7 separate regions of the Mus musculus genome follow, and regions 1, 2, 3, 4, 5 and 6 are each linked to region 7. Evidence: chromatin contacts called from public HiChIP or PLAC-seq and promoter capture Hi-C data. All regions are on one chromosome and are shown on one strand. Each heading gives the region's core, a stretch centred on a gene start, on an enhancer-like site or on the middle of the called end of the contact. The rest is flanking DNA. Distances are from core to core; before and after follow the strand shown. Region 1 holds the start of Ppp1r18 (protein phosphatase 1, regulatory subunit 18). Region 2 holds the start of Prr3 (proline-rich polypeptide 3). Region 3 holds the start of Psmb8 (proteasome (prosome, macropain) subunit, beta type 8 (large multifunctional peptidase 7)). Region 4 holds the start of Atat1 (alpha tubulin acetyltransferase 1). Region 5 holds the start of Ddr1 (discoidin domain receptor family, member 1). Region 6 holds the start of H2-Ob (histocompatibility 2, O region beta locus). Region 7 holds the start of Msh5 (mutS homolog 5).

What was found. Promoter capture Hi-C pulls out the DNA fragments that hold promoters and counts their contacts. HiChIP or PLAC-seq counts read pairs in DNA pulled down with a chosen protein or histone mark.
Region 1: a contact with region 7 is called in a FOXA1 HiChIP or PLAC-seq map of pancreatic cancer cells. The contact joins the promoter of Ppp1r18 here to the promoter of Msh5 in region 7. A contact is called at or near these places in 4 of 39 promoter capture datasets (the C10 cell line, the HPC-7 cell line, cranial neural crest and 1 more) and 2 of 115 datasets of contacts at active chromatin or transcription factors (bone marrow-derived macrophages and pancreatic cancer cells).
Region 2: a promoter capture Hi-C map of cranial neural crest shows a contact between it and region 7. The contact joins the promoter of Prr3 here to the promoter of Msh5 in region 7. A contact is called at or near these places in 1 of 39 promoter capture datasets (cranial neural crest), 1 of 484 Hi-C or Micro-C datasets (B cells) and 1 of 115 datasets of contacts at active chromatin or transcription factors (pancreatic cancer cells).
Region 3: a promoter capture Hi-C map of pre-B cells shows a contact between it and region 7, with 2.1 times the contacts expected there. The contact joins the promoter of Psmb8 here to the promoter of Msh5 in region 7. A contact is called at or near these places in 3 of 39 promoter capture datasets (cranial neural crest, liver and pre-B cells), 1 of 484 Hi-C or Micro-C datasets (B cells) and 2 of 115 datasets of contacts at active chromatin or transcription factors (bone marrow-derived macrophages and memory CD8 T cells).
Region 4: a promoter capture Hi-C map of erythroid cells shows a contact between it and region 7, with 8 times the contacts expected there. The contact joins the promoter of Atat1 here to the promoter of Msh5 in region 7. A contact is called at or near these places in 3 of 39 promoter capture datasets (cranial neural crest, erythroid cells and frontonasal cranial neural crest), 1 of 115 datasets of contacts at active chromatin or transcription factors (pancreatic cancer cells) and 1 of 9 other capture datasets (liver).
Region 5: a contact with region 7 is called in a FOXA1 HiChIP or PLAC-seq map of pancreatic cancer cells. The contact joins the promoter of Ddr1 here to the promoter of Msh5 in region 7. A contact is called at or near these places in 1 of 39 promoter capture datasets (cranial neural crest) and 1 of 115 datasets of contacts at active chromatin or transcription factors (pancreatic cancer cells).
Region 6: a promoter capture Hi-C map of liver shows a contact between it and region 7, with 3 times the contacts expected there. The contact joins the promoter of H2-Ob here to the promoter of Msh5 in region 7. A contact is called at or near these places in 1 of 39 promoter capture datasets (liver) and 1 of 9 other capture datasets (macrophages).

Annotation. Positions count from the first base shown.
Region 1 is chr17:35,865,129-35,868,440 of GRCm38.p6, forward strand. It overlaps Ppp1r18 (protein phosphatase 1, regulatory subunit 18), which reads left to right and starts at 1,487. Exons shown (of 3, transcript NM_175242.1): 1 at 1,487-3,312. The coding sequence starts at 2,107. It overlaps Nrm (nurim (nuclear envelope membrane protein)), which reads left to right. Exons shown (of 4, transcript NM_134122.2): 4 at 1-272.
Region 2 is chr17:35,977,378-35,980,938 of GRCm38.p6, forward strand. It overlaps Prr3 (proline-rich polypeptide 3), which reads right to left and starts at 1,918. Exons shown (of 4, transcript NM_145487.4): 1 at 1,750-1,918; 2 at 1,004-1,066. The coding sequence starts at 1,861. It overlaps Gnl1 (guanine nucleotide binding protein-like 1), which reads left to right and starts at 2,578. Exons shown (of 12, transcript NM_008136.2): 1 at 2,578-2,870; 2 at 3,240-3,405. The coding sequence starts at 2,798.
Region 3 is chr17:34,196,312-34,199,579 of GRCm38.p6, forward strand. It overlaps Psmb8 (proteasome (prosome, macropain) subunit, beta type 8 (large multifunctional peptidase 7)), which reads left to right and starts at 1,884. Exons shown (of 6, transcript NM_010724.2): 1 at 1,884-2,234; 2 at 2,922-3,069; 3 at 3,260-3,268. The coding sequence starts at 2,088. Tap1 (transporter 1, ATP-binding cassette, sub-family B (MDR/TAP)) reads left to right here. Exons shown (of 11, transcript NM_013683.2): 11 at 257-914. The coding sequence ends at 463.
Region 4 is chr17:35,908,221-35,911,492 of GRCm38.p6, forward strand. Atat1 (alpha tubulin acetyltransferase 1) reads right to left here and starts at 1,848. Exons shown (of 13, transcript NM_001142744.1): 1 at 1,709-1,848; 2 at 1,211-1,271; 3 at 1,039-1,130; 4 at 868-928; 5 at 633-746; 6 at 343-444. The coding sequence starts at 1,815. Mrps18b (mitochondrial ribosomal protein S18B) reads right to left here. Exons shown (of 7, transcript NM_025878.2): 6 at 3,199-3,258; 7 at 2,160-2,736. The coding sequence ends at 2,447. Gm16279 (predicted gene 16279) reads left to right here and starts at 1,515. Exons shown (of 2, transcript NR_167681.1): 1 at 1,515-1,873; 2 at 1,983-2,300.
Region 5 is chr17:35,698,549-35,701,892 of GRCm38.p6, forward strand. Ddr1 (discoidin domain receptor family, member 1) reads right to left here and starts at 2,042. Exons shown (of 18, transcript NM_001198833.1): 1 at 1,883-2,042. It overlaps LOC115488883 (a small nuclear RNA gene), which reads right to left and starts at 761; the gene lies at 655-761.
Region 6 is chr17:34,237,296-34,240,589 of GRCm38.p6, forward strand. H2-Ob (histocompatibility 2, O region beta locus) reads left to right here and starts at 1,610. Exons shown (of 6, transcript NM_010389.3): 1 at 1,610-1,767. The coding sequence starts at 1,677.
Region 7 is chr17:35,045,104-35,048,264 of GRCm38.p6, forward strand. It overlaps Msh5 (mutS homolog 5), which reads right to left and starts at 1,642. Exons shown (of 25, transcript NM_001146215.2): 1 at 1,597-1,642; 2 at 1,128-1,284; 3 at 827-950; 4 at 191-271; 5 at 11-73. The coding sequence starts at 1,271.

The sequences.
Region 1 (3,312 bases), core at 237-2,736, 820 kb after region 7:
TGTTATTGGCTCTGCACCTCAGGGATTCCCTTCCATGTTTCCACCTCAGGGAGCTATGTCAGGGCCTATCTGAAAGTTTATAAGTAGTGGCTCTTTTGTACCGCGGCTGTGCTTCCTCCCCACTCCTGCCTTAGTTTCTCCTTAGGTCTTTCCCTACAGCTCTGTGTGGTCTCCTAAGGCGACGTCTCCCGATTTTAACTCGGGTTGACTCAGGGCTCCCTGCTCTCCCAAAGGATATGCGCTGCAGAAAAAATAAAATTTTATACATATGATATCCACTTGTCTGTCCATGACTCTCAAGCCGCAGAACCAATTGTGGGAAGGAAGATGAGACCTAGTTTTTGCGGTGATAGCCGAGCACTCTAAAACGATCGCAAGGCTGGGGCCACACCCCATGGACCCGCCCCATCTCTCAGTCGTCCAGTCCTGTTCCCTCCAAATATTAGTTTCTCCGCGTATAAATCAGGGAACCCACGGGAGACAGAATAACTCTCTGGGAGGAGAGCGAACTCCCAAAGCCATTTTGCCTCAGACCCCAGGGCCTGGCAGCCGCCTTCTCTGCCACGGTAACAAAGACTGGCTAGGGAAAGAAAAAGCGTGGGGAGGAGCGGCGAGAGATGGGAAGGGCGGGTCCGACTCCAAGCAGCTGCCGCTTCCTCCCCATGTCCCTCAGGGGGCCTGAGTCACGGGCCGCCGCCCCGGGTCGGCCAGCTGGAGAAGTGGGTCTGGACACCCCGCTTCTTCGGGGCTGCAAGGAAGGAAGCGGGTGAAGGTCTCTGGAGACAGACAACGGAGAGCGAGGGGATAGCCACAGCAAGAGAGAAGTCCCACCAGAGTCCACGCGGGAAGGAGGGCAGCGAAGCCCCGCCCTTCGCCGGGCTCCTCCCTGCGCCCCCTTCCCTCGCCCCATTGTCCGTAGACAAAGCGGTCGCCGCCCCCGCCTGGCCCCCAGTCTGCGTCTCCGTCCCTCCTCTTAGGCTCCCTCTTCCCTCCTCCTCTGTTTCCCTCCCTCCCTCCGGATCTCCCTTCGCCTCTCTCCTCCTCTTCCTCTCTCCCGACGCCTGACTCCACTGCACCTCCTCCTAGGGACCCCGAGGCGTGTAAGTTGACTATGTGGCTCCCACTTTAAGAGAAGTGCCTCCTGGCTCCAGATCTTCCCTGGAGTGTCTCCCCTTTTGCATAGATTGTCCCTTCAGTTCCCTCTGGTGCACAACCCTTTGGGTCAAGGTCCCCTGAGAGCCGGCTCCCTGGTTGGGGAAGACAGCAGAGGCGTGATGTGGGTCCTCGTCGCGCCCGAGTTCTGGAGCGTATCCGGTGGGGAGGCCGGCGAGATTGTAGGGACTGAACGCGGCTGGACGCCAGGGTTCTGGGAATGTACGGGGCTGCACACTTGCTCGGGTACCAAAAGTCCCCAAGGAGGGTATTTCCCCTGACCCGCCTCGGGGGCGGGAAAGACAGTGGGGTAGGGGCCGGACTGAGGGGCGGGGCCGAGCGCAGCCGGGAAGGCAGCCGGGAGCTGCGGGGGCCCCGTGCGAAGAGGCGCCGGCGCCCTTGCCTGTTTCCCGGTCTCCCCTTCTACCCTGGACCTCTGCCCTCTACATCTGTCCTCACCTCCTCACCTCCTGCCCGATCTCCTCGCCCTTCGCCGTCTGGTTCCCTGTTCTTCCCGTTTATCTCCCCCTGCGTACCGGGGGAGGCAGTCTTGACTGAATCCGCTCACTTCTCAGCCCCGGCTCCTCCGGCTCCTCTCTCTCTCCTGCTTTTCCTCTCTCCCCTTTCTTATATCTTAGGGACGGTCTGGTGCCCACAAACCCCAATCTAGCTCTGCCTCTGCCCGGAATCTCGACTCTTCCTCTCCCACTATCCCCACCCCCAACTTGGCACCCAGCTTTTCTCTTCAGTTTTTCAGTTCCTGACTCTTTTGCTGTCCTTCCTTTCACGGCCTTCCTCTATCTTCATTCTTAATTCCACTGTCCCCTCCTGCCCTTCTTCGTCCCTTCCCGCATCACTTCCTCCCCCAACCCCCATTCTCAGTCTCCGGGCTCCTCTGAAGCTTACCCTTCCTGTTCCTGTCCCCCAATACTCTCTCCTTCACTTCCAGTGACCATGACCGCTATCCCAGATTGGAAGCTACAGTTGCTAGCCCGGCGGAGGCAGGAGGAGGCAGCGGTTCGTGGCCGCGAGAAAGCAGAACGGGATCGCTTGTCCCAGATGCCAGCCTGGAAGAGGGGAATCCTGGAACGACGCAGAGCCAAGTTGGGCCTGCCTCCTGGAGAGGGGAGCCCTGTGCCTGGGAATGCTGAGGCTGGACCTCCAGACCCAGATGAATCTGCTGTCCTTTTGGAGGCTATTGGACCAGTACATCAGAATCGATTCATCCAACAGGAGCGACAGCGGCAGCAGCAACAGCAGCAGCAGCAGAGAAACGAGGTGCTTGGTGATAGGAAGGCTGGGCCTCTGGAGGTTCTAGAAAGGAGATCAAGTCCTGGTAATTTAAGAGATCAGAGTCCTAAGGGAAGAGAGTCCAGAGAAGAGAGGCTAAGTCCCCGGGAGTCCAGAGATAGGAGGCTGGTGATAGGGGGAGCCCAAGAGTCAAGTTCGAGGTCTCTTCGAGACTGGAGGCAGAGCCCAGCAGAGGCCAGAGACCTGAGTTCCAGACCAGCAGAGGCTCAGAAATGGAGGCTGAGCCCTGGAGAAACTCCAGAGGAGAGTCTGAGATTAGCGGGTTCTGGAGATGACAGTCCCAAGAGAAAGGAGGTGTTGGAAAGCATTCTGAGCCCTGGGGAGCCTGGTGACCAGAAGGCCAGCCCGACAGATGTCCATAAATGGAATCTTGACTCAAGAGAACCCCAGAAACAGAGCTTGATACAGCTGGAGGCCACAGAGTGGAGGCTGAAGTCCGGTGAAGAGAGGAAAGACTACTTGGAAGGGTGTGGGAGAGAGGAAGAGAAATTGAGTTCAGGGATTGTTCCGGTGACAAAGGAGGTTCAAGACATCACCTCGAGCGAAGTGGAGACTGCTGAGCAGAGACCCACTGAAAGCTGGAAATGGACCCTAAACTCTGGGAAGGCTCGAGAACGGACGACCTGGGACATAGATACACAAACTCAGAAGCCAGATCCTCCAGCATCTTCAGAGAAGCACCCAGGACCTTCTGGTATGGAGGCTGAAGAGGAGGCTGAGAAGGAGGAGGCGGAGGCTCAGAGCAGGCCTCTGAGAGCCCAGCAGAACCTCTGCTCTGGGCCCTCCCCCCTCCCACCAGAGCACTCTGGGACGGAAGGCTCCAGACAGCAGGAAGAGGAAGCGGCAGAA
Region 2 (3,561 bases), core at 668-3,167, 930 kb after region 7:
TGGTTGCTAAGATCTGAAATCAGGACTTCATGCTTTTGAAGTAAATACTTCATCAACTGGACCACCTCCCACAGTACCACTCCTCCTGTTCTTCCTCATTTTACTTTTAGATTTTGTTTTGTTTGTTTTTTTTTCAAGACAGGGTTTCTCTGTATAGCCCGGACTAGGCTGGCCTTGAACTCAGAAATTCGCCTGCCTCTGCCTCCCAAGTGCTGGGATCAAAGACGTGCACCACCACAGCCTGGCTACTTTTAAATTTTATAGACAGTGTCTTATATAGGCCAGGGTAACACTGAACTCTGAGCTTTCCTGCTGCCAGTATGCCTGGTCTGTGTGCTGTTTACAAACGCTTACCTACTCTAAGACCATGAGACATGGTTAACTTTTTATAAGAATGTTTATTTTACAATCTGCTTAGAATTGGTGTTTTTATTTGGTACGACTATTACAAAGTCAAAGTTCATAGTTTTACACACAAAAAAAGTCCAATTGAGACAACTTTGTTTACTGACAGAACCACTTCGTTGATTTCATCTTTACACAGAATTCTGTGTTCATATATCTACAGGCCTCCGATTGCACTCAGATAGGGTCTCATGTAGCCTAGGCTAGCCGGTCTCAAATTTGCTATTGCAGGAGAGGCTGGCCAGGAACTCCTGATCCTTCCACATGTTAAGAACTTATGTTGACATTCTGTGAAAACCACAATGTCATAGCTACTGCAGCTTTTCACTAAATCTTGCTATGCCCTCTCACTTTGGTCTTGGTAGTGTCCCATTTAGAGCCTCTATAATGGAGAACATTTATTTCTACACACAAATAAAGACAGACCTAGGAGTTAATCTGGAAGGAAAGTAACATTTTGACAACACCGTATTTCCAAACGGTTAATATATGATCCCTCATTTAGGTACACACAATCCCTGGGCTTTTGTTTAAGTCTTTAGGGGTCCATCCCTTCTCCAGGGCTTAAAACATGAATCAGGGCCCAATTTCTCCTCACCTGACTTGGGATCACCAGGCTTCCCGTTAGCCATGGGGGGAGGGCCCAGAAGGCTGGGTGGTCCTAAGAGCAGACGTGAGAAAACAGCCATCAGAACGGTGCAAAGGACTGATCACCTCGTCCTTACGTGGTCTTATAACACTCAGTTTTTAACCAGGTAAGTCATATATCCACTCAGCAGTGCCGCAAACTCTCACCCCGTCCATCTGCCCGTCCCTCTGCAGAGTTGTTTGAGAGTCCATCAGAGGGTAACAGAGGTCTCTAACAGCTCTTTCCTCACAGTGCTGCATCCACAACATGCCAGTGATTCCACGTACCCCAATCCCTCACCTTAACTGTTGGCCCATCATAGTTTTTTTCTCCTCTCCTTCCCTCGGGGGAGTAGTTCACAGAAGGTTGACCTAACCAGTGGAAGTGTGGTCACAAATTGTCTTCCCGATCATCACAATCTGTAACATCGCTGCCACCCCTCTCCCCCCGCCATTCTGCGGTTGCGCAAGCCAGATGTTTAGCCGAGCCGCCACCTCCCCTGCCTTCTCCAGAAAGGATTAGGAGCCAGATTGAGGTTGAGGGTTCAAGCAAGCGAAGCCCTCAATCCAGGTTCCACCAGCATCCCTCCCCCACCACGTCCCACCCCACCTCCACGCGTGCGCCCTTCCTCCTTCCGTTGGCACCTCCTCCCCCGCATTTCATTCTATCCTAGCCCCCTGGCCGGCTGACAGGCGTGTGCACGCCCTGCCCCTCACCCATGGGGCGCTCATCCTCCTCATCTCCAGGCTCGTCCCGCTCAGACAGTGCGAGATGTTGCTGCTGCTGCGGCAGCGGCGGCGGCTGGTCCTGCTTCTTTCGTTTCGGCATAGCGGCTGCGGCAATGGCTGCAGCAAGATTTGGAGGGCAGTGAGGAAGGGGCACACTAGCTTTCCTTCCGCTTCCGGGTGGGCGATGGGCCGGGTGACCGAGGCGCCCACCATGCCACTTCCGGGAGGTCGTGGATGTGCCGCGGCCGTTCGCTCCTACAAGGTGCCTCGCTCACCCCGCCGCGCGCGTGGGGAAGCTTTGCTCCCCCTTGTGCAGTTCCTCTCCACGTGGGAAAGCACCACCCCATTCCAGTGAGACACCGGACAGGCTTCGGGACTCTGGCGGCACGCGAGAGGCCTGTCGCATCCTAAGGTCGCCACATCCGGGCCCCAGTTACCATGGCAACAACTACAGCCACAACTCCGTGCTCTCTGACCTCTCTCCAAAAGTCCTTGTCCCGCTCGCTTTTCCTCCTCACCCGCGCTCGCACGTGTGGCCAGTGAACCTGCCTCTTCCGCAATCTCCTTACCGAGTCCTGTTGCCGCAGGCCAGTCCACGGGGCAGCCAGTCCACCGGGCAGCCAGCGCAGTCCCGGCTCTCCCGCCAGGGGCCATCCTCTCCAGGCGGCCGCGCGGTGGGGCGTGTCCTCGCCCCGTCGCCCGGCCCCCGCCAGGTGAGTGGCAGCTCCCGGGAGCGCCGGGCGGCGGTGACACGCGTCCCCCCTCCCGCGACTGCCACTTGGTAGCGCCCGTGACGGAGTCGGCTCGGGCCTCCCACGCGCGTCTCCCGCTCGCCGCACCGTGCATCCCGGACCCGCGGACTCTCACGTGCCGCCGCTTGCATCCCCGCCGCCCCGCTCCCCGCTCCCCGCCGCTCGCTGCTGACGTCACCGCGGCCCCGCCTCCCCAGGGCCCCGGGCCGCCGGCGGGGGCTGCCCCGGGGAGTCAGTTGCGGCGGCGGGGAGCTCGGCGGAGGGCGGGCCGGGGCTCCGGGGCCATGCCGAGGAAGAAGCCCTTCAGCGTGAAGCAGAAGAAGAAGCAGCTGCAGGACAAGCGGGAGCGGAAGCGAGGTCAGGGAGGGGGCGGGGCCGCTGCGCAGCTCTGGAGGAGGGCTGTGCCGCGGCACCGCGGGCGGGGGGTGGGTGGGTGGGCTCTCGCGATCCCGCGTGGGCTGCCACGGTGGGGGTTTCCCGCAGCGGCGGGACGGGGAGGGGTGGAGGGTGGGGGATGGGAAACTCTGCTTCTGCTTCTGCTGCTGCTGCCACAGGGCGCTGTGACGACCTCCAGGCCCATCCGGGACGGGGTTGGGGCGCGCGGTTGGGAAGATGGAGCCTCTGGAGAAGTTGGGTCGGCTGAAGAAGAGCTTGTCCTACCGGCTCGGGGGGCTTTAGGTCCCCTAAGAACCGGTCTACACCGGCGTCACCGGCCCCTCCCCTCAGGGCTCCAAGATGGGCTGCGCTCCAGTTCCAACAGCCGCAGCGGTAGCCGGGAGCGGCGGGAGGAGCAGACGGACACGTCGGATGGGGAATCCGTGACCCATCATATCCGCAGGCTCAACCAGCAACCTTCCCAGGGCCTGGGGCCCAGAGGCTACGACCCCAACCGGTAAGCCAAGGAGAAGGGCGCTGGCCGCAGTTTCCCCGCCCTCACCCTTAGGAAAAGCTTCCGATGAAGGATTGAAAGTGGAACTAGTGAGGCTGGAAGCCAAGGAAGGTGGTTCTCCCTGGATGGGCCACAATCTTTCTTGCCTTCCAATGGGGA
Region 3 (3,268 bases), core at 634-3,133, 850 kb before region 7:
AGCAGTCGGGATGTAATATATGGGAGAAGAATAATTTCCTTTTCAAATTTCCCAGCTTATGGGTAGAGATGAGAGACTGTTCAGTCCCCTCCCCCATCATGCTTCCGCTCTCTCTCTCTCTGTACCCCCCTCTTGTGAGGACATCTTAACAAGTCATAGGTTTGGAGGGGTGCTGCAGACCAGGGATATCGACAATGTGTCCCAGCCCTGGAAGCACAGGGGTCCCCTGAACTGTAATGTCTGTGTGTTTCTCCAGGTCCAGCGGCTCCTGTATGAGAGCCCCAAGCGGGCTTCTCGGACGGTTCTTCTTATCACCCAGCAGCTCAGCCTGGCAGAGCAGGCCCACCACATCCTCTTTCTCAGAGAAGGCTCTGTCGGCGAGCAGGGCACCCACCTGCAGCTCATGAAGAGAGGAGGGTGCTACCGGGCCATGGTAGAGGCTCTTGCGGCTCCTGCAGACTGACAAGGCCTCTGGACTGCACACTGCGTGCTGTCCCCCTCCTGTCCTCTACTCTGTGTGACAGAGAACCTGGGAGCAAAGATATTACCACACCCACGGAGACAGTTGAGGAGCGGAGGTGCTTGTTACATGAGAAAATGTAAACTCTAGGAGATACCCGGAATTTACCACGAATGTGTTTCCCCGACCCGCTCCCTATTAGACGGGGTTTCAGGTACCTCACACCAACACTGAGCTGCTAAATCTCCGGTCTCCACCCTCCCGGTGCTGAGCTTGTATCACAGCATGCACACACAAACCTGGTTTATGTGGCGTTGTGATAGAATGAGAAGAAACGCCCAAAGTGTACAGAGAGAAAGGACAAGCAGCTTGCAATTAACCAAAGGCATAGGCTGGCATTTGGGTGTTCTATGGGTGTTTGATATTTGTAATAAAACTGGTGTTTTGTACTGTGGCTTCTCCCGTTTCTTAGCTCCCGCAAAGTCCTAGCTGAGTTAGTCAGCCCCCCCCCCCCCCCCAGGACAGTGTCCCGTTCTTCTTCAGAATTCTGTTTTACTTCTGGGTCCATCAGCTTTTATTTCCTGGGGCTCTCATTTCTCTTTACTGCTCACCCACGGACTCCTAGTGCTGAGCTGGACCGGGCGGCAGCCCCTCCCTCTCCGCACCCCAAGGCAGCAGCAACTGCATCTTGGAGTCCTTCTCTTCCTCGCTGAGGCTGGAGGAAGCGCGGTAGCGCCGCGGGTGGGGACCCCAGAAAATCAGACTGGATAACCTCGCCCGCCCGTTCAGATTCTTTCATCTTCTCCTCAGCGGCACACGCCGGGATAATCTCAATGAAATGGATAGGATTAGCCAGTAAATCTCTTCCATTCAGGGAGGGCCCGGTGTGTGACGTCAGCAGTTCCTGGGCAGATAATGTCCATAAAGGTTGCAAAGAAGAGGTGGGGTTGAGGATTCAAGGAAGGAGCGCGCAGCCCTGACTTGCGCGACGTGAGCAGCCCCGGGCAAGGGCGCGTCCTCGTGGGTGGCTCAGGGTAGTGAGACTGTTGAACCAAGAGGGGCCCTAGGAGGGACACATGAAAAGGCCCGACTGAGTCCTCTCCTTGGTTCGTCTTTCTCCGTTTTTTCCTGGTTGTCCCAGGACCTAAAGACCCCTGTGCATCCATTTATCGCATTTTCCAGTTTCTATAAAATGATGCTCATTTATTTGAGTGCTGCCCCCATCCCCAGGACGCACGCCTAGGTGGATCTGCTCAATACTCCTCTCAGGTTCCAACGTTCTAGACAACCTCTTTAGGAGATAGGACCCTATTCAGTCCTCCGCTGTTCCCAGAAGATGCCCCCCCCCGTCCCCCGCCTGTGGGTCTTCACGCACCCCACTGCTAGGCGGCCTCCGAAGGCGCACCTCTTCTTCCACCCCACAGCCCATTCTCTAGCTGGTTTCACTGATGTGGCAGCAGGAAAACTCGTCCCCAACACATTGTTTTAGTTCAGACACCCATTAACTGGGCTCTACTCGGAAAGGGCAGGGGATGGGGGTGGGGGACTGGTTCCCTCCCCTTGGTACTGTGGCTTTCGCTTTCACTTCCTTGTCGCAGAGTCGACGGATCTTCGGGGCCAAGTGGTCATGGCGTTACTGGATCTGTGCGGTGCCGCTCGGGGGCAGCGGCCCGAGTGGGCTGCCCTGGATGCGGGAAGCGGGGGTCGCTCGGACCCGGGACACTACAGTTTCTCCGCGCAAGCTCCGGAGCTCGCACTTCCCCGGGGAATGCAGGTGAGGACTGTAGGGCGTTCTGGAGAGATGCAGGAGGTGGGTGGTGGTGGGTGGCACAGAGGAAGGAGTGTCTGCCTGGGTCTGAGGAGGTGAGGACGCCAGGAGGGGCCGTCCAGGAGAGCAGCATCGAGGCTAGCCCTGAAGAACCAACGTGGAGATTAAGGCATGGGAAGGCGGGAGAAAGGGGTGGGGGAGGGACAGAAGGAGAGAGAGTCACGCACGGAGTTGAGACAGCGAGACTGAGAAGATGGTTGGTGCCAATCCCAAGACACAGTGCACAGACCACCATGCCTTCCACAGACTCACTGCTAACTACTACAGGGGCTGTACAGTTGTCTTGGAAGACCTATGAACTTTGGTGGCCTTACTTGGTCTCAGCAACCCACCCTGTGTGTCCTACGACACATTAGATGGCCTAGGTCTCAAGCCCCTCTACTGTAAAATGAGAGCAAGTTATTAAAATGTGCTTTCGAGAACCAAAGGAGCCACGGATTAGGAAACACCTTGAAGTCGCCTACCATGACCTTTGTTCCCACGTGCTGGAAAGCAGAAAGCTGGTGGGCTTAAATCCTGCTTTTCTTTCTTCGGAGCTACTGACATCTAGAGTCTGCAGACCCCTCCTCACTCTGCCACCCTGCCAGGAGCCTCCTAGCACTGAGGTGCCCCTCTGCCTCTTGCATCTCTTAGCCCACCGCATTCCTGAGGTCCTTTGGTGGTGACCAGGAAAGGAATGTTCAAATTGAGATGGCCCACGGCACAACCACACTCGCCTTCAAGTTCCAGCATGGCGTCATCGTGGCTGTGGACTCCAGGGCCACTGCAGGGAGTTACATTAGTGAGTATGTGTGCTCCATGTGTGCTCCAATGGTCCGACTCGTGGAGCTGTTCCCTCAGTAGAGCAGAAGGCCTGGGCCGAAGTTCAGACAGAGCTGGCATTATAGCACACTGAGGGTGGGGGTGGGATGGGGGGTGAGGGGTGGGTGGGGAGCTGTGGGCTCATTTCTTTGATCTCAAAACTCTTCCAGGCTCCTTAA
Region 4 (3,272 bases), core at 598-3,097, 860 kb after region 7:
GTGAGTACGGCACAGCCAGGGTGACCCACTGAGACCTTATTTGAAAAAACAAAAATAGGGACTGGAGAGGTGGCTCAGAAGCTTAGAGCGCTTGGTTGCTCTTGAGGACTAAGATTCAAATCCCCCAGCCCCCACATGGTGGCTCATAAACATCTGTAACTCCAGTTCCCACGTTCTGACACCCCCTTCTAACTTGTGTGTACAGGCATGAACATGGTGCATGTATATACATGTGAGCAAAGCATTCAAACACACGAAAATGAGGTAAGTCTAAAACAACATGGAAACAACCCGAGGTAGAACTTAGCCAGGCGTCTCCAGGGTTGGTGCAGAGCCTCTAACCTGTGGGACTGTGGTCTCCAGGTTGTAGTGCTTATTCAGGAACTTGAGCAGCTTCGGCGATGGTCGGTCAATGGCCAGTTGGTGGGGCTCCACTCGCTCTTTCTGCAGGAAAACGGAAAACTTGGGGGCAGGGGTTGTAGGAGGAGCATGCTAGCAGGATACTGGGAGCCTGGTAAGGGAATACAGAGAAAAGGGGACCAACTGTGGGCCATGGAGCAGGGCCTCCTAGAGCTTCGGGGTGAAGAGCCTTTTAGATCTATTCTGACTAATCGGTAAAGGTTGTTGGGTACCTGTAACATATGCTGAAAAAGTTCTCGCCCGTGGCCATGCCGTTGCACCGACTCGTGGATGTAAAAGTCCAGAATGCAAAGGGGTTCTACCTCATTGTGAGCCTCCCGGTCATCCTAAGAGGTCAAGAACACATACTCATTAGGAGCCATGCATCTTCTTCATTGTCTCCCACCCCGCCCCCATTTCTTCTCTGACACCAGTGCTTACAAATGGCTAGTTTGCAGTGACACTCACCAGTACAAAGAGCTTCTTGTATCCAACTTTGAGGAAACCAATAATGGCTCCTTTCCCTGCCCTGTGGGATGGGGGAAATAATGAACCAGGCAGGAGCAACTGTCTGGGAGAGATTGTAAAAGGGAGGTAAGAAGAGTTTGATTCACAGGGAATAATGACAGTAAGACTCACGGTCGGGCTGAGGTGTCCTTCAGTATGTAAATAACGTGCCGGTTGCTTTGCATCCTCAAAGCGCTGGTGATGGGTGCAGGGAGGTGCTGCGCCTGCAGAGATGAAGATCTACTTTGTTTGGCTCCTTATCTGCCACCCATCTCCCTTTCCTCCTCCTAGAGGCGCCCCGTACCTTGGCAGAAGCCTTGCCCAGCTCATCTACAATAGTCATGATTTGCTGCTGCAGATCCACACTACAGAGAGAGGGGCCCGGTCAGACACTCGCTAGGTTACAGCATCGTGTAAGTCATTCCTGGCAGCCTGCTTGGCTCCCACCCAGGCTCCTCCACAGGGTCTCTGACTTTGCTTGGAACTCTTCCTCACCTCCCACCTCACCTCACCCCTCCAGATCCCAAGCTTTGGTTTCACAGCTCCCGTGTTAAGGTTACTGTGACGCGGTAGGAAGGGCGGGTCAACTATAGCCTCTTGTTGAGGCCACATTAGGCCAGATGGTGAAAGGTTACAGATGTAGGTCTATTAACCCGGCTAGATCCAGGGTCAAAGGTCACCAAAACACAAGTAAGACCGCAGGAGAAATGGCCAGTAGTCAGTGAGAAGGGGGCGTGGTTCCTGGATCAGGTTTGGAGAGGAACCGGGACAGAAGGGCCATGGGTCGGGTTTGAAATGTCACCGGGCCGGCGTTGTGGTTCCGGGTCGGCGGGCCGGAGGCCGCAGGTGCTGGTCCAGCACGGTGATCCGCTCCGGGAACAGCGCATCCACATCGAACGGGAACTCCATGGCCCATTGTGCGGGACCAGACACGCCCCACACAACGTCACTTCCGCTAAGAGGGCCGGTAAGTCTTTATCTCTAGGACCCGCCCCGAGGGCTCGCCCCGCCCCCACCATGGTTTCACAGTGCCTGGGAAACCCCATTTTTCTCTAGCAACAGTTCTCCTTTTGTAGGTCTGTGCCCCTGAGATGCCAGGGCAACCAAGTATCCTGCCCTCCCAGTGAACAGCTGAGGGAACCTTCAGAAGAACCAGTCTCACACCCCTTGGAGTTGCGGGTAGACCACACTCCCACCCCACCTCATAGACTTCACACCCACGTTTTGAACAGACAGCCCAAAGGGAGTCAAGAACGGGTGAAGAGACACAGCTTTATTGTATAAAAGCTGAGCCAGGAGGTTTAAATCAGGGACACACCATCAAGGGCATACACAAGAGTCTCCAGTTTATATGTAAGTCCTCACCAGTTACCCATAAACATCTAGTCCCCCTCAACGTCAAATGTGCTTTGTTCTCTTCATGCCAGCCAGTTCCCTATAGGGTCTGCCACTGTCACAAAACAGAACCCTTTGCAGGACACAGGATACCACGTAGCCCTAGACAGTACTCCCTTGGTCTGACTTCCCCAGGTCACAAGTTCTAAGCACTCTGGGAGCCTGGCTGCTCAATGGAGGATTCTGCTGGTGGTGTAGTGGGCATCTCTGGCATCGACTCAGGTGGCGGGCCACTTTCTTCTAGGAGATTTCCTTGATAGAGTCGGCGAAGGCGAGACAGCTCTCTCTCTGGTGGCTGTTGCCAGCTGTACCATGGGTACCAAGGTTCACCTGACAACAGTGTGGGGGCTGGTGGAGTCACACTGACAGCTCCATGCACAGTACCAAAGTCAGCATCCCGGGGCTCAACCTGGGGGACGTAGTAACTGAGAAGACCTACGGGGTTAAAGGAAATAATGGTGGATGAGGAAGGGCAGGTCAGACTCAAGACAAGAAAAAGGCACTACAAGTCGAGGGACCAGTCATAACCACCAAGCACATTCCAGCAGCGCATACACAGCACACCCTGCCAAGGAGACAGAGAACAGGCAGGGCACTGCATGGGCTCTCCCTCCTCACTCATCCGTGCAAAGGTGCTGTATAAGCCAGGTCAGAACCAAGAAACACAAGACTGTCAAGATTCAGGAGACAGAGTAGTCTGAAGAAGGAATGTTCCTTCCTTGTGTTTCCTGAAAGATCATCTCAATATGTACTCTTAGTAGCCTGGAACCTACAGCTGTTACTTCCGAGTCCAGCAACTCACCCAACGTGGAAAAACTAGGAGTCTGCTGAGTACTTTCTCATAGACATGGGAGCACGTAAGCACCTCAGAAACCCTTGCCCCTTGCTCTCACTTACCACACTCCCTGGCTTTCTGGATGGCCTGGGTCAGCTTCTTGTGCTGCTTCATACAGACCCCTACGGAGAGAAAC
Region 5 (3,344 bases), core at 792-3,291, 650 kb after region 7:
TCCTGCTCACATACCACTAGCGCCTTACTGCCTCTCACAGACATTTTCCTTTTCCTTTCTTCATTTCTTTTCCTTTTAGCTCCTGACCCTCCTGCCTCTTCAGCACACCCTATTGGCCTGTGTCCCACCAAGACCAGCTCACACAATTCCTATCCACTCTGTACAGATCTTTTTTGTTTTTTCTTGTATGCCGCTATCCTGTTTAGATTCAAAGAATGGAGTTCAGTTTTGCACCAAGACGTTCATATCCTGGAAAGGCTGTTTCAACTCACTTCAGCACCTTGAGCCCCACCCCCACCCCCGTTTTCTGCAAAAAGAGAGATAAATAGTCTACATGAGAGACTCTACAGTCTCCAGGATTTTGTTGTTGTTCCTGGACCCTGCATTCTTCCCTGGGGTCTTTTTAATTTTTATTTATTTATTTATTTGTTGTTGTTTTTTTCGAGATAGGGTTTCTCTGTATAGCCCTGGCTGTCCTGGAACTCACTTTGTAGACCACACTGGCCTTGAACTCAGAAATCCGCCTGCCTCTGCCTCCCAAGTGCTGGGATTAAAGGCGTGCACCACCACGCCTGTCTAATTTTATTAAGTATTACCTGGACCTCAAGTAGCTTTAAAGACAACTCCTCCATTAAATTCCATCTTCCATCATTTAAAAATTAAGGACCGTTCATGAATTTCCGTGTCATGCTTGTATAGGGGCCGCATTAGTCTTCTCTGTATCTTTCCAATTTTAGTATATGTGTTGCCGAAGCCAGCACCACTCCACACAGATCTTGACATCTTCTGTGTGTGCGTTTGATTTCTTTGTGTTGCTTTGGGGCGGGGAGAAGGACTGGTTAGTTGCTTGGGTTTTGTTGTCTCACTGTGTAGCCCTGGCTAGCCTGGAACTCAGAGAGATTCTCCTGCCTCTGCCACTCGAGTGCTGGAACTAAAGACCTGTACTCCTAACAGCAAGATAGTTGGTTGGGGTTTTTGTTTGTTTGTTTTGTTTTGTTTGAGACAAGGTCTCAAGTTCAACTACGATGCCAAGGAAGGCTGACCTTCAGTTCTTTATCACCAGAGGCTAATTACAGGTGTGTGCCACAAACCCCGAGGTAATCTATAAAGTCAGATCTCACCATTTAGCGAATACTAAACGGCAGACACAAGCTCCTATAATCAGAAGACAAAGTGAGCCACACGCAGGCCCTGAGGTACAGGATCCTCAGAGAACGGAGCCACCCACCCCCAAACATCCAGAGTGACTGAGCCAGAGGGAAGCCAAGAGCAGGCAGGAACAGGTGGGACTCAGGTGGGAAGAACAGCAAGAAAAACAAGGACCATCTCTCCCTGTTCTCAAGCATTCTACTGTGTGTGACCTGTCCCTACAGTGAGTGCCACACGAGTCTGGACACACCTCCATCCTTCTCAGCCACTCAGTTGTAGGCCAGCCGGGCGGTGGCTGGGAGAGGGGGTGCTGAAAAGAATTGCCTGGCCAGAAAGGGAGCCTGGGAGCGTTGCTCATTGGGCGGTGACCTCGTCTCTTGGCACAACCCGGCAACCACGGAGCGTGGCTGGTCTGGTAGGTTGGGCGTCAGGCTGGCTCCCTCTGGCCTGGGCAGCTTAACCGAGCATGTCCGTAAGCATGGCACCGGAGGTTGAGGGGTAGGCACCGATAGGATGACTCAGTGGGCTACATATGCGCGCACCTGTCCTCTTGGAGTTAGGTTCTCCCCTCACCCAAGAAAAGAGAGGTCCTCGCTCTCTTTTCGGAATAGTTTCTCGGAAAGTCAGGACCCTCTGCTTTGGATGGAGAGTCAAAATCCCGGGGCAGCAAACATAACTGGGGTTCCCCAACCCGCTCCCCTTGCCTCTTGCTCGTCCCCGCCTCAGTCCCTACCTCTCATGGCTCTCCGGGGCGGACCCGGGCGTCAGGCCCCGGCTTGGGGCCTCCTCGGCGGCGGGGCGCGGGAGGGGAGCGCAGGCGCCGGCGGGGCTCGGGTGTCGGGAGGCGGCTCCCGCGAGCAGCTGTCGGGGGCCTGTTCCGGGGAGAGGAGCCAGCGCGGGGCCGGATCGCGCCCAGGCGCCGCCTCCCCGCGCCCGTCCCCCGCCGGTACTCCCGCCCCGGCGCCCGCGCTCCCACGCCCGGCGCCGCCCCTCGCTCCTCTCCTAGTGCGGTACCCGCCCTGCAAGTGCTCCCCAGCGCGTAGCCTCCACTAGGTGATCCGCACGCCCATCCCCCGCCACCCCGATGCTGGGGTACAGCAGCACCATCAGGGGCCCGCTAAGCCCCCTAGGGACCCCGCGCGGTGGCTCGGGGGTGGGGAGAGTTGGCGCCGTCCCTCCTCCCCTTTTTCTGGGCTCGGTTCCTGGAGAGAGGGAGAGAAGCACGGAGAAGCGGCCCCAGGGCACGCAGGAAGGAACGGGTTCCCACAGGCCCAGCACCGGAGCGAGAGCTGCAGCCCGGCTGGGGGAAGGGAGCCGGGCTCACCTGTCTAGCCAGACCCTCTAGGTTCACACTCCACCCCATTTGTCACCATTTGGCACACACCCCTCCTCCGGATCCCAACCTAAATCACTCCCCCCATCCCCGCGCGCCCCAAGTCTGAGAGCCGGTCACACTCTTTTAGTCTCAACTTTTTTCTGTTCCCTTCTTCCAGAACCTCTCCCCAGCTTGGCAGCTCCCTCCTGTCTTCTCAGGATCCCTGAGATTCAAACCCCCAAGCTCCGGATCCCCCTGGGATCCCTGCTTCATCCAGGCTAACTCTGCAGTCTTTCTCAGGCAAGCCTCCCTCAGTCCCAGTCAGTCAGCTCGGTCCCTGGTGGAAGCCGCAGAGTCTGGCTTCTGGCAAGGAGAAGGGCAAAATGGAGCCAAGACGAGGTGGGGGTGGGGGAGGAAGATAGATAGGCGCCCTGAAAAATAAAGACACTGCCCAAAGCACAGGAACGCATGACCCAGGGATACAAGGAGACAATGAACGGAGAGAGCTGCTGAGCCATGGACCGGAGAGATAGAGGCAGGGAGGACAACAGAGCTAGTGTGGGAGTGTGGGAGGTGTTCCGTCCCATTCAGCACCACCTGTCATTCCTACCTCTCTCCAACGCCACCCCCCCCCCCATACCTGCCAAGTCCCCGGATAATGTCAGGTCACAGTAAAGTCTCCGGTCTCACCACCCGGTTACAAACACATCCCAACTGACTCAAAACTCACACCCAAAAAGCATTTCCAAAGAGTCTCAAGAAAGACACGAAGTCCAAACAAACCAAGACAAGTACACACAAAAAACCTACCAGGAAGATAAGCTGCCCCTAGGGAGAAGCCAAGGCAGGCTGGGTCTCCAGTTTACAAACCCAGGGACGT
Region 6 (3,294 bases), core at 360-2,859, 810 kb before region 7:
TGATGACAGCTACAGTGTACTTATAAAAATAAAAAAATAGGATCTGAAAAAAATTAAAGTTATAATTACCTGCTACCTCTGTCTGCTACTGGCTATTTATTTATTCTATTTATTTTGCTTGCTATACATTTAATGAACACATTCATCTTGAATGAAAAGCACAGCTTTCATAGATTATCTTCTGGGCTGTACAGAACCAGCAGGTAGCTGGGTGATGTTATTACAAATCTTTGGCCATTGCTCACAATGTCTTGCTTAGATGCTAAAATGCATGTATACAAACATATCAATAGGATAAAATTCCATGCATAATATATACATCATTACATTATCTTGGTAAGTATACTGGCTAATTTTACTTTGTGCATGCATGCACGTGTATGTGCATGTGTGTGTGTGTGTGTGTGTGTGTGTGTGTGTGTGTGTGTGTGCTTGTCAACTTGACCTAAGCTAGGTCATCTGGGAAGAGGGAACCTCAATTGAGAAAATGTCCCCATCAGATTGTCTTAGGCAAGTCTAGAGGACATTTTCTTTTAATTGACTATTTATTGATGAGGAATGGCCTGGCCCACTGTGGGAGGTAGAGTCTTGGGCAGTTTAAGAAAGCAGGCTGAGCAAGCCATGTGGAGCAAGCCAGTAAGCAGCTCCCTTCTGCTTCAGTTCCTGCCTCGAGGTTCCTCCCTGAGCTCCTGCCCTGACCTCCCCCAGTGATGGAACATAAGCTGCTGTAAGGTGAAATAAGCCCTTTCCTTCAATAGCTTTCAGCCTCCTTCTAAGCTACTGTGAAGTAGCTTTGGCTGTGGTGGTCGTCACGGCAGCAGAAACCTGACCAAGGCAGCAGAGGTCAATTAATCGATTAATTTATACTTTTTCCCATAATATTTTCAGCACAGTGTCATTTATTATTATTATTATTATTATTATTATTATTATTATTATTATTATTATTATTGTCATTTTGAGCCAGGGTCTCACTCTGTAGCTCAGGCTACACTCGTTCTGCCAGCTAATGTGTTCTATAGAATCCCATCCCACCATCTTACTGACTTGGTCCCCAATGCTTCCTTCTATTCTGTCTTTATGAGTATATTTGCACGATTTTATTCTTTTGAGAATTATGCCTTCCTGTTTGTCTTTCTGTCTTTGTTTTCCTCTTCCCTCCTCTCCTTGCTTGGCATACAAGGCACAGCACAGCCTGTCTTCTGCTTTTGCTGACGAGCTGCCATCAACCCCCTTTAAGCTACAATCCACAAAGCTATTTACATAGTTCAGTACCCTCTGCAGTCAATGTCAGTCACTCTCTAGGAAGGGAGACCTGTTGGTCAGACTAATTCAGGGACCCTACTAAGTGAAGGCAGCAGAATACACAATAAACAACCTACTTTGTTCTAGGACCTCATACTCTGTAGACTTTTCTCTCCCGATGCTGGTCCATTTTCCCACATTTCAACAGCCAACACTGACTCTCCAGGTAACCAGTTCTTGGCTTTTATCACACAGTGTTAGCAAAGTGTTCTGCCTAGCAACAAATGATGCAAAGTCTTCGCTCTTGATTGGTTAACAGTGTGAAGGAGGCTGCATAATTACCTATCTATTTTTTTTTTCAGCTGTGTGGAAGACAGCTCTATTCTAAATAGGTGTATCAGTCTCTTCATTGCCCCTTTGTCCCCTCCAGAATGGGCGCTGGGAGGGCCCCCTGGGTGGTGGCTCTGTTGGTGAACCTCATGAGGCTGGATTCCTTCATGATTGAAGGCAGAGACTCCCCAGGTAAGAAGAGAGGGGTTTGATTCTGGGTGTGGTTTTCTGGAATTGGCACGGGGCTAACTCTCCCCATTCTCTGTGGACCAAAGTCTCAGACTAGAGTGGCTCTGACTTTAAAGAGTCCCCCCAGCCAGGTGGTGGTAGCACACGTCTTTAACCCCAGCACTCAGGAGGCAGAGGCAGGTGGATTTCTGAGTTTGAGGCCAGCCTGGTCTACAGAGTGAGTTCCAGGACAGCCAGGGCTACACAGAAAAAAACCCTGTCTTGACAAACCAAAAAAAAAAAAAAAGAGCCCCCCCCACCCCCCCACTGACCAGGAAGCTCATGCGCTCCTCAGCACCCACAAAGAACTGCCTGGAAAGGTCTTCTCACACCCAAGACACAGATACCAGGGGAGTGAGGAGGGGAGTGAGGGAGGGAGGGAGGAAGGAGACATTTTCCCCTGTTGGGCTCCTTGTGCATCAACATCAGACACTAGAACCTTGAAAGCCGGAGTCTGAGCAGCTGAGCTTTCTCTACGAGCATCTACTCCTTTTATGGCTTTCTGGTGAAATTGGAAATCACATCTCCAACTATTAAGCTCCTGGTTAGCGTTCAGCATCGTCCTGAGAAGTTTTGAGGTGTGAGTGAAGTTGAGAGCTCAGACAAGTTGAGTATGTTAGTTATCTTTGGCCTCAGGTTGCTGTGTACAGCTTGTTTTTTCACTGGGAGACGGGCTATGCAAACACCAGCGTTGCTAGACCATGAAAACTCAGGCTTGTGAGCAGAAAACAGGATGTGATATGCTAAGAAAAGACTCCCCTCTAACGCCAGTCTCATTAAATACAGAAGAGGAACAAGCCTAGGAGGGGCATCCGTTTTCTCGGAGAACAAAAACCGCTCTGAGTTTATCACGTCCATTTGACAAATGGGGAAAAAAAAAAACAGCACGGAGTTTTAGATGATGATGAAAACCCCATATACTTTCTCTTTAGCTTGTAAAGAGGGAACAGAGAAGGGTAGACATGCTGAGGGACTGGAGGCTGGCACCTCGTCTGAACTCAGTGGCCCTCAGAGGGGCCTGGATGGTCATGGAAGTCATTCTCAGGGGGTGGCTGAGCACTGCTGGAGGAGACTGCTGAGCTTAGGAATAAACAGACCCACAGCTCATTATCCTTCAAGTCGCAGCTTAGCCGCTTCATGGAGGTCTGCCTGCTTTATCATTTTCAAGCGCACAGAACTGAGCCACAGCACGCTGTCATCACAAGAAGTCTTTCTCTTCCTGTCCCGTCTCCTTCCTCTTCTTCCCCATGAATACCATTCCAAGTTTGCCTTCAACATGAGTGTAGTGTTCAGAAACATAGAATGGGCCGAAAGATGGCTCAGTGGTTAAAGCCACTTGCTGCCAAACCTGACAACTTGAGTTCAATCCCTAGGAACCACGTGTTAGATAAGGGGTGGGGGAGAATAACAGGGGAGGGGGAGGGGAGGACAGGGAAGATGGGGATGGGGGAGAAAGGAGGACACAGGGACTGTGGGGGACAGGGACAGGTA
Region 7 (3,161 bases), core at 392-2,891:
AAGGAGCTACCAAAATCCACGCTTGGCAGAAGTATGATTTCAGGTCCCTTTGGCTCTCTGTGCTCCTCGGAGGCTGTGGAGGCAAGAGGCCACAGTCTTGTACAGTTCAGGCCTGTCATTGTCCCATGCTCCCTCCCAGCCAAAGATTTAGTAGTCTATTTCCATTTCCCCTTCTCTATGCAATCCTTACCAAGCTTCCCTAGAAATCGAGTCATAGCCTCATCCTGTTTGGCACTTGTGACAACAGACTGGGGGTTGATTTCATCCAGAACTTGAAGAGAGAAGGAAGGTGCCTGATGAGTCGAAGGATATCTCCACTGTGACTAAGAGGAAAGTGGTGGCTCTCTTCCTGCCACTGTCTGTTCTCCTCAAGAATTTATCATCTTAGCCAGGCATGGTGACACATGCCTTTGACCCCAGCCCTTGGGAGGCAGGGGAATCTCCATGAAATCAAAATCTGCCTGATCTACACAATAGGTTTCAGGATAAACCAGAGCCACATAGTACATAGTGAGACCCTGTCTCAAAAAAAAACCAAAACCAAACTAAAGTTATTTTATGTCTGTAAGGGATGGTCTGCACACTGGGAGCGCAGTGGAGGAGACTTAGTAAAGGCACGGTGGGAAGGAACAAGAGTGTCCTGGAAACTATCACTAAAATCATGGTTTGCCAGGGACAAAATCTGTAGCATTTCACATACAGTAGGTACCTAATAAAGTTGTGTTGAATAAGTAATTCCTAAATCAGGTGACTATAAACTACATGAGGATGTATGAGTGAACACACGTCCCACCCCAGAGGAGAGGAATGCAGGGCTCTGTCGCACCTCTCTGGAGAAGCTTTAGGCTCTCGTGGTCTGGGGCATCTGGCATGAAGTGGATAGTGGAGTCACTAGTGTCATAGTAAGCAATGCCCAGGTATCCCGAGCTCCACAGCACGCACAGATGGATCTGTCCCGCGAGGAAGGAAAGGGGATCGATATCTGAATCCCTCGGAAGGGCATGGATTGGTCATCCCTTATTATTAATCATTTAACCAAATCTCGGAGATAGGCACTCATGGGGAGTTTAGTCAACGTGAAACGGGGTCGGCTCAGCCTCTCCCAGCCCTCCCAACTCCGCGGACACCTCGGCGGGCTCCTCCTCGTCCTCTTCCTCGATACCTCCAGGCCCCGCCATTGGGGGCTGAGGGCTGGGGAAGCTGGCTGAGGGGATTCCGGATCTGGGTCCGGGTCCCGGCGGCGTCCGGCCTGGGGTCGCTCTGAAAGCCATGGGCTCGGCGACTCTGAGGACATGGGAGGGGAAGGAGGTCCAAAAGCAGCATTCAGCAGGCGGCTGGTGCGCGGGCTTTCAGGGGACAGGCGCGGGGGCTGCCCCTTTAGGTTGGGAGCAGCTCCGAGCTACTGTCCCACCCTCATTCCTGTCACTCGAAGCCGTGCTTTGGAAGCTCTGACGGAGCGCGCTGTCACGTCAAGTCTCTCCCGCCACCCACGCCCTTACAGCCGCAGCGCGCTCTCCTGACCCACCCCCACCCCCTCCCCCACCCCCACCCCACTGGAGCCGCCAATTCGCAGCACTTTCCCGCCTTTTCCGTCACCTCAGCCGCGACGATCCACCTCCCTGACCAACCGCCGCAAGCCTGCAGCCTGTAGGCGTGGGCCGCGCGCGCTCGCCCCGCCCCCTTAGTGGCTGAAAGGGTCTGCTTAGCCATCCAACGGGAAGGCGGTGAGGACGCTAGATGTCGATTGGTCCGTTTGCATTGGGGGCGGTGCTAGAGTGTTCAAAATTCCCGCCCTCTGCCGTTGCTAAGCAGCCGTGTCGCAGAGCTTTGATTGATGTTGGGCGGAGCCCGCCCTAAACTAAGGTCCCCGCCTGGAAAAAGGGTCTGGGCCACGGTGGAGAAGGCCAGAGCCCGGAGGCCGACCTTAAAGGGCCAGAGGCAGTCTTCCTCCTTCCTGAAGAGTGGAGAGAAGCAACATTAATTCAACCTGTGCCAACAGCAACAACTCCGTTAATATTTGTACCCACTAAGTTAATATTTATAAAAAACTCAGAACAGTGCCCAGCAAACAAAGTAAGCGCTACATGAGTGTTTTAAATAAATAAGTGGAAGTAAGAACTAACTCCTGTTTCAGACCTACTTTGCCTGTTTCCTGATTGCAGGAGATGATCACCAACCACAGGAGCAACACGGGGCTTGATTATTTTGGAACCCCTGAAGAGGAAGTATAAGTATCTGAAAGACACTAAATTCTGAAAGTAGACCTAATTAGAACACATACAACCATACTACAGTCCTCTCACCCCTAAGGACACAGGGTATCTCTGACTGATGATCCATCTGGATGGGAAAGAAGGAGAAGGAAGGAGTTTCTGAGGGAAAGAAAAAAAACCATACTTTACAAAACAATAAACAAACAAACAAAAACTTCAGTGCTGGCTTAGCAGGTAAAAGTACCTTCAATTTTGTACCCAGATTGTCCTCTGTCCTCCATACCTGTGCTGCTTGTACACACACACTCACACTCACACTCACACACCACATAATTTTTTAAAAACTGTCCTAGCTACACTAAACTAAGATCCTGCCTGAGGTTCAGAAATGGCATGAGGTGACCTGGCTCTGCTGATCAGCGACTGGAAAAATCATCTCCAAAGGGGAGCAGGTCTAAGGGCTGGGTTAATGGTTACTCTTGGCAAATTATTGAGCAATGGAGTTATGGAAACCTGGAAGAGGTTATTGGTGACAGCTCTGGGGAGTGGCAGAGAGGGACACACCTTCCATTCTGGGGTATGAAGAGATTAGGGACTGGTTTACCAAGAAGAGGAAGGGATCAGACCCAGGAAGAGAAGGCAGCAGAAGAAAAGAAGAGCTGGAGAAAGAAGAAGTGGGAGCTCAGAGATAAGATGGCAGTCTACATTTTTTTTTTTTTTAATGCAGTCCTGGCTTCAAATCCAGGAGCACTGCTGGGTGATCCCAGGACAGAGCAGCCTGGAAAATAAAGGCAAGATAACGCATTTGTGTGTGCGTAGCAATTCAGGCAGCCACAGTCAATAGTGATGATCAGAGCAGCTGCGGCCATAAAGACAGCCAAGAGAGGCAGCCAAACCTGTTTGAATCTAAAGTTTCTCCCAGCGATCTAACTGTGAGCAGATTGCCCG